Regions from separate parts of the Sus scrofa genome. Here region 2 is linked to region 1. Evidence: chromatin contacts called from public promoter capture Hi-C data. All regions are on one chromosome and are shown on one strand. The core of a region is the stretch at or near the end of the contact, and the rest is flanking DNA. Distances in the headings are between cores, read along the strand shown.

Region 1 (3,469 bases), core at 293-2,792:
CAGCCACTTGATTCTCACAGAATGCCTTTGCTGATTTTTGCAAACGTTTTTATCCATACCAAACCTATGACTGAAATTGGACTATGGCATTCCCGCCATGGCTTAGTGGTTAACAAATCCAACTAGCATCCATGAGAACACGGGTTCGATTCCTGGCCTCACTCAGTGGGTTAAGGATCCGGTGTTGCCGTGAGCAGTGGTATACGTCTCAGACACGGCTGGGATCCTATGTTGCTGTGGCTGTGATGCAGGCCAGCAGCTGTAGCTCTGATTTGATCCCTGGCCTGGGAACTTCCATATGCTACTGGTGGGGCCCTAAAAAGACGAAATTGAAAAAAAAAAAAAAAAAAGGGCTATGACTGACAGATGGAGTTACAGCCCAATCCACTGATACTTTACCAATAAATTTACTGCCAATTCTGACATATGACTTACTATTAAACATTATTGCTCACCTGCAAAAACTGCATTTTCGATAAACTTAAAATTTTCACCTTTAGGACCACTGATTGCAATGCTGTTTTCTTTTTTTGCTTTTTGCATAATTGCAGGGATTATAACATCGTTTGATTCTATATTATTATGTCCAAATTTGTGAAAATCATTTAAACCAAATTCATGTTTTAAAATTAAACTTAAATGATGCAATTTTTTTTCCCCATAGGTAGTTACTGGTAAACCTAGTTCTTCATAAGGCCTAGTAAATTGTTTTAATAAATCAAAATAATCTAAAGTGCTGGAAGAATGTTTCCTAAACTGGTTATAAACTTCACAATGTAACAGCTACAAACACAACACATTTTTGACTTATAATTTGTACTTATAAATAAAGAGACTGACATTGTTTTGTTGCCTTTCTAGCCTGGACTTGGAATTAACATGGAACATTTTCTCCAACATGTCAGATTCAAAGTCTAGGGGAGATAAGCAACAAAACAATAAAACCAATCTCTTCCTTGTAAGTATAAGTTGATTTCTATGGAGTAAATACTCCCACCATGGCCTATTTCAAGCTAGTAACATGATATGACTAAGCCTGGAGTTGGAAACTAATGTCCAACAGTACCTCCACCGCAAAGTTTAAGTGTAGAAAAAAAAAATTAAGAGGTGATGCATTTGGGGTGTTTAATACCTGTTTTCAGTAAGTTGAAAATTTATGATATTGACGCGTTTAACAAAGGGCTGCAAAAATTCCTGAAAACTGGCTTTTTCTGGCTAGTTCCCACACATGGCTGATGCAGTTCCCAGCTCTACAAGTCTTCAGAAATCTCTGACAGAGGCAATCATTCCAATGGAATGTCAAATATTGGCCTGGGTGTGTATTTAATACTGTTGCTGTTGGCACCTTTCTATCTCAGCTAAGGTAATGGCTTCCCACACTGAAACACGCCTATTTCACAGAAGGCCTCTCTGTGGCCTATGGAAAAGCTGCCTACACTGTGGACAGTGTTTATATCTGGTTACTGTACAATTGCCAAGGATCAGGAGGGCAATGTGATGATTGCTGCTACAGTTTATACTTTTCGATTCTTCTCTTTGGCCAACCTGCAAGGACATGCTCCTCTAAGAATCACCAGCTTCTACCTCTAAGACCTCATCTCAAGATGCAAGTAAGTAAAGATATGCATGTAATGTTAGTCCCCTAACGACTCAAATATCCTAATTTGCCTGATTAAAAATAAGAAAGCTCGTTATGTAATTCTACTAAGTACTTGTTTTTTGGGCTGAGAATATCTGTCAAGTTTATTTTTATATTATCTGAACACTTTCAGGCCTAAAACTGAAGAATGAAGTGTAGAAATGAACAAATATGGTAAAGGAAATTATTTTAAAATGAAAAATATGTGTTCTCAATCTTGAGATTTTTAAAGATATACAAAAATGATGACTGGATTTCTCCACTGTGTATATTAGCAAGACTAATTGAATATTAAAGTATATGTAGTTTGGGCTTCCTAGAGAATTCAGTTCTCCCAAATTTCCCTCATTTGACAAGAGAAAACCTTTCCTTTGTTTTTCATTTTGCTCTGAGAAAACTGGGACTAAAGTTATTCCCTTCCATTTTAACGAAATGGAAACAATACAAGGTGCTTGTAAAAGAATAATTCTAACAGATTCATCATAGCTTGTCATAAATTGCTAAAATATCTGAAGATTTTCTGCTCATATGTTTTAGACTGAGATAGATTATTCCATATAAGTCTTAGATACTTGACAAATACTGCATCAGTGTATAAAAGCACTGATCCTTTAATAATATCATAATTTCTGTTTTCCCAGACAAAATACAGAAATGAGAATCAATTGACCCATATTCCTTGCTCAGCTTTGCCACTGACTTCCCAGCATATGAAAACTGGCAAGTAACTTTCTGGGAAAAAAAAAATCATATAAAGTAAGGAGTTATCTTAAGAAATTCCCAATTGACATATAACTGACTTGTATGGGCTTCATCTAAGTTTGGCTTTCTAGAAATAGCTACTCCACCTTGGGTGTCTAAGAGTCAACATTATTTACAATAGCCAAGACATGGAAGCAAGCTAATATCCATCAACAGAGGAGTGGATAAAGAAGGTGTGGTACATATATACAATAGAACATCTCTCATCCATAATAAAGAATGAAATAATGCCACTTGCAGCAACATGGATGGACCTAGAACCTATCATTCTACGTGAAGTTAGTCAGACAGTGAAAGACAAACATCATATGACATCACCCATATGTGGAATCTGAAAAAAAAAAAAAGGAAAAGAAAAGATACAAATGAATTTATTTGCAGAACAGAAACAGACTAACAACTTTGAAAAACTTATGGTTACCAAAGGGGAGAGTTGGAGGATAGGACGGATGGATGGATGGATGGATGGACTGGGGGTTTGGGATTGGCATATGTACACAGAGGTATCTGGAACTATTGGCCAAAGGGGACCTGCATGTAGCACAGGGAGCTCTGCCCAGTATTCTGTGATAATCTGCGAGGGAAAAGAATCAGAGAAAATGGATGTGTGCACATGTATAACTGGGTCACTTTGTTGTATAGCAGACATTATCGCAGCCTTGTAAATTAACTATGCTTCACTAGAACTTAAAAAAACAGAAAACAGTTATTGGAGTTCCCATTGTGGCTCAGCTGTAAGGAACCTGACTAGTATCCATGAGGACACAGGTTCGATCCCTGACCTTGCTCAGTGGGTTAAGGATCTGGTATTGGCATGAGCTGTGGTGTAGGTCTTAGATGCAGCTGGGATCCTGCGTTGCTGTGGTGGCTGTGGTGCAGGCCAGCAGCTTTAGCTTGGATTTGACCCCAGGGAATTTCTATATGTCGTGGGTGCAGCCCTAAAGAGAAAAAATAAACAAAACAAAACAAAACAAAAAAAGTTATTCTCCCTTCCCCAGAGCTCTGGTTTTCTTTCGTTTTTCCTCTTCCCCAACATCGATTCCCCCATGCTAACAGAGCTGATGGAGA
Region 2 (3,601 bases), core at 839-3,338, 2.0 Mb before region 1:
TTCCTAGTCGGATTCGTTAACCACTGAGCCATGACGGGCACTCCGCCCTCAGTTTCTTTCAAATCTTCAGAACTTCAGAACACCCATGCAGAATCCTAATCAATCACAATGAGTTAGGGGGCAAATACTTGGAGTATCGATGTAACTGATATTTCTCCAATGAAGCTGCCCTGTACCCCTGATTCTTACAATTCAAATGGAATGAGAAACAAGATCAGGATGAACGACTTTATTAATAAATTTCTGTAGTTCTTAAGTCTACAGACTATAAAACAATATTTTTTTCAGTATCAAGTGTGTTCAAATTTATCCTGCATCAAACCAGTACAAGGGTTATACCAGTCCCCTGAATTGGCTCCCATCCCAGAGTAGATTAACTAAAAGTCCTATTTGGAGAGCCAACAAGTATACCATGGCCTTTTTCAGAAAGGAAATACTATTAATCTCAATTTAAATAAATTCAACCTCAGTGCTGGAATTAATGCCCAAGCTCTTTTTAACTTTCTTTGACTGCTCTACTTTTTATGCCCTGCTCTTAGCTCCACATATGTATGATTTGATAAGAAGTAGTAAAATCCCACTAGAGAGAGGAAGTAATATTTTAAAGATGGTGGAGAAAAGAAATATGTTTACATTTAAAACTGAAAGATAATGTTGACTCGTGGATTCAGATTTGTTCATAATGGGAGGGTAAAAAGGCTTTTACTCTCGAGCTATACCAATTAGTTAAGAATCTGAAATAATTTTTTCAAGTGCAAATCTAATCATCTCAATACTTTTCTTACCATTCAATGGCTATTTCCCTCAGAATAAAGTTTCTAAAGTTTCAAATCCTTCCCATAGTTTCCAAAGTTTTAAATCCCACCATCTGGGTTCTGCCAAATTCTCAATCCTTATTGCATCACTCTCCCACCTTACATATTACCGTCTATGTAGCCATACTGCTTTCCTTTTTAACTTTTCCAATTCTGTTTTTCAATTTAGCTAAGAGCTTTTCTCCCTGCTGTTCTTCCTCCTAGAACTTTCTTAATCCCATCTTAGCTAATAGGCACTCATCTTTCTAGCTTCCAAGGAGGCTGGCCCTAAACCTCCCCTCTTCTCTCCACCCTTCATCTTCCCCCTGCCTCTAGTTACACGCTCTGGTTGCACCTTTGTACTTTTTCTTTGGTAGTGAGTGATTATGCTTATATTCCTTGTTCAGTATTTATCTTTCCCACCAGACTGTAAATTCCAGGAGGACAGAGAGCCTTCTGTTTTATTTACTGTGTCCAAGACTGGCACATAGAAAGCACTCAATTATTTGTTAAATGAATGAACAAACATGCATGGCTTGTCGTTTCCATCTGGGAGGCAGTGGGGTACTGCAGCCCAGGTGATCAAAGACCCAACTGCCAGTCATAAACTACCATTTGCAAATTGGGAAAGTCACCCACAGCCTCTGAATCTCGAATTTCTCAAATGCCCCCCAGGGTAGTTGTGAGATCACAAATAGTAAAGCTTTTTTTTTTTTTTTAAACAGAATATGGTCAGATATTTAAGTTTATGACCATTGTTGGTAGGCTTATTTGAAAGTATTCTGAGAGTAGTTACTGACCAAATCAGACCAGAACTCTATTCAACACACAGTTTCACATATGTCATTTAACTATATATTCCTCAATGACTTGCAGAGTTGATGGATAAAACTTGGGACACAACTGAAGGTTATCAAAGATATTTTCAGTAAAAATATTTTCAAAAGGATACCTTTTCTGTGGTTTTGAATAGAGGTCAAAGGAATCTGGAGCAAGATTAGTGGCTAAGAGCTTTAGGAACTCCTAGACTCATTACTGTATTTTTTCAGGAACAATTCCAAGGACTAGCTGTATGAGTCACAGCATCTACATTAATTCTTGGGAGTAACACTAGCAGCCCCTCCCTTCTACCTGTAATTTGGCTTTTATTAGAAACTGTAGGTCATCGTCATTGCTCTCACAAGAGAGGTCTGTCCCCTATTTTTCTAAACAAGAGAAAAAAGTGTCATCTGATATACAAAAGCAAAGGAAGTATAAGATATAATCAAAGATGTACTTACTCTTTGAGGTACTTAACAGTTCTAAAACAATTTTAATCAACTTAGAAGAAACAGATGCACATCTCAAAACACAGCAGAAATGATCTGGGCCTAAAGAAATAGGAAAAATACTCTAAGTGAATACAGTGCTTCTTTAAAAACTCAATTTGAATTCACATGGAATTAGGAAAAATAGTCAGCAATTATCTAAAACCAATGAAATGTTAAACCAAAAAAAGGTGGGCAATAAACTTTTTTTTGTCTTTTTTGCTATTTCTTTGGGCCGCTCCCGCAGCATATGGAGGTTCCCAGGCTAGGGGTGAATCGGAGCTGCAGTCCCCGGCCTACGCCAGAGCCACAGCAATGCAGGATCCGAGCCGAGTCTGCAACCTACACCACAGCTCACAGCAACGCCGGATAGTTAACCCACTGAGCAAGGCCAGGGATCGAACCCGCGACCTCATGGTTCCTAATCGGATTCGTTAACCACTGCGCCACAATGGGAACTCCAATAAACTTTTTTTAAGTCAGTTTATTCTTAAATTCACACAATACCTATACATAAGATAAAGAAAAAAATTAACACTCATTTTGTGATTTGAGAAGATAGGGAAAACAGAGATAAAAATCACTTTGCTGTCTTAGAAATAAATGATCAATATTTAATTGAATTTTTTAGATCCTTTCATGACTATAGTGAAAGAATACAGAGGACTGATGAAACACTGTGCAGTTGTCATGGCCTAAGAGAAATTCAGGATGTTTCTTTTATACTTTTTCAAAGGACACCGACAACAAAACTAGTCCAAACTGATTTGTGCTGTGCCTCCTAAAATTTGCAACCAGAATTTTTTTTTTTTGAGTTTATAGTTCCAATAGCTCAACCCACCATTTAAATGTCCCATATATCTTTTTTAAGCATCAACAACTTCCTCTTCAAACATTATTTACCTCAAATAGGTAGGACGAGAATGAAAACTTGTAAATGCCTGACAGCTTCCTGGATTAATGCTTTCAGGGCTCGTCCTACTATGATCATTATGTAGAACAGTGTTCTCAACAGTCTCCACAGAAGAGCTTTCAATCAAGTTTTGGTTTCTGTTTTTTCCTTTTCCAAATGTTATGTTTGAGCTGCTATCAAGCATTAACTGCTCACTCTTTTTAGGGCCACACCTGCAGCATATGGAAGTTCCCAAGCTAGGGGATGAATTGGAGCTGCAGCTGTCGACCTACACCACAGCTCACAGCAACGCTGGATCCTTAACCCATTGAGTGGGGTCGGGGATTGAACCTTCGTCCTCACGGATACTAGTCATGTTGATAACCCATTGAGCCACAATGGGAACTCTCGACACTTTTCTTACAATAAAAAAACAAACAAACAAAAAACCCCAACAAAATAGGATCTCTGAGCAATCATTTCTAAGTGAGGTCATCCAGTCAAACCTTCTAATGTCCTGATGGGCTTCTGGCAAAACCTGTAACAGAATCTGGGCTTCAAAGGAAAACAAACCAAGCTCTCAGAGGAACTCGCACTCCCCCCACCCC

What was found. Promoter capture Hi-C pulls out the DNA fragments that hold promoters and counts their contacts.
Region 2: a promoter capture Hi-C map of liver shows a contact between it and region 1, with 16 times the contacts expected there. The contact joins the promoter of CLDN12 here to the promoter of SRI in region 1. A contact is called at or near these places in 1 of 5 promoter capture datasets (liver) and 2 of 2 datasets of contacts at active chromatin or transcription factors (alveolar macrophages and skeletal muscle).

Annotation. Positions count from the first base shown.
Region 1 is chr9:68,513,320-68,516,788 of Sscrofa11.1, reverse strand. It overlaps SRI (sorcin), which reads left to right and starts at 1,542. Exons shown (of 8, transcript NM_001244143.1): 1 at 1,542-1,610. The coding sequence starts at 1,605.
Region 2 is chr9:70,500,399-70,503,999 of Sscrofa11.1, reverse strand. It overlaps CLDN12 (claudin 12), which reads right to left and starts at 2,088. Exons shown (of 2, transcript NM_001160079.1): 1 at 2,075-2,088.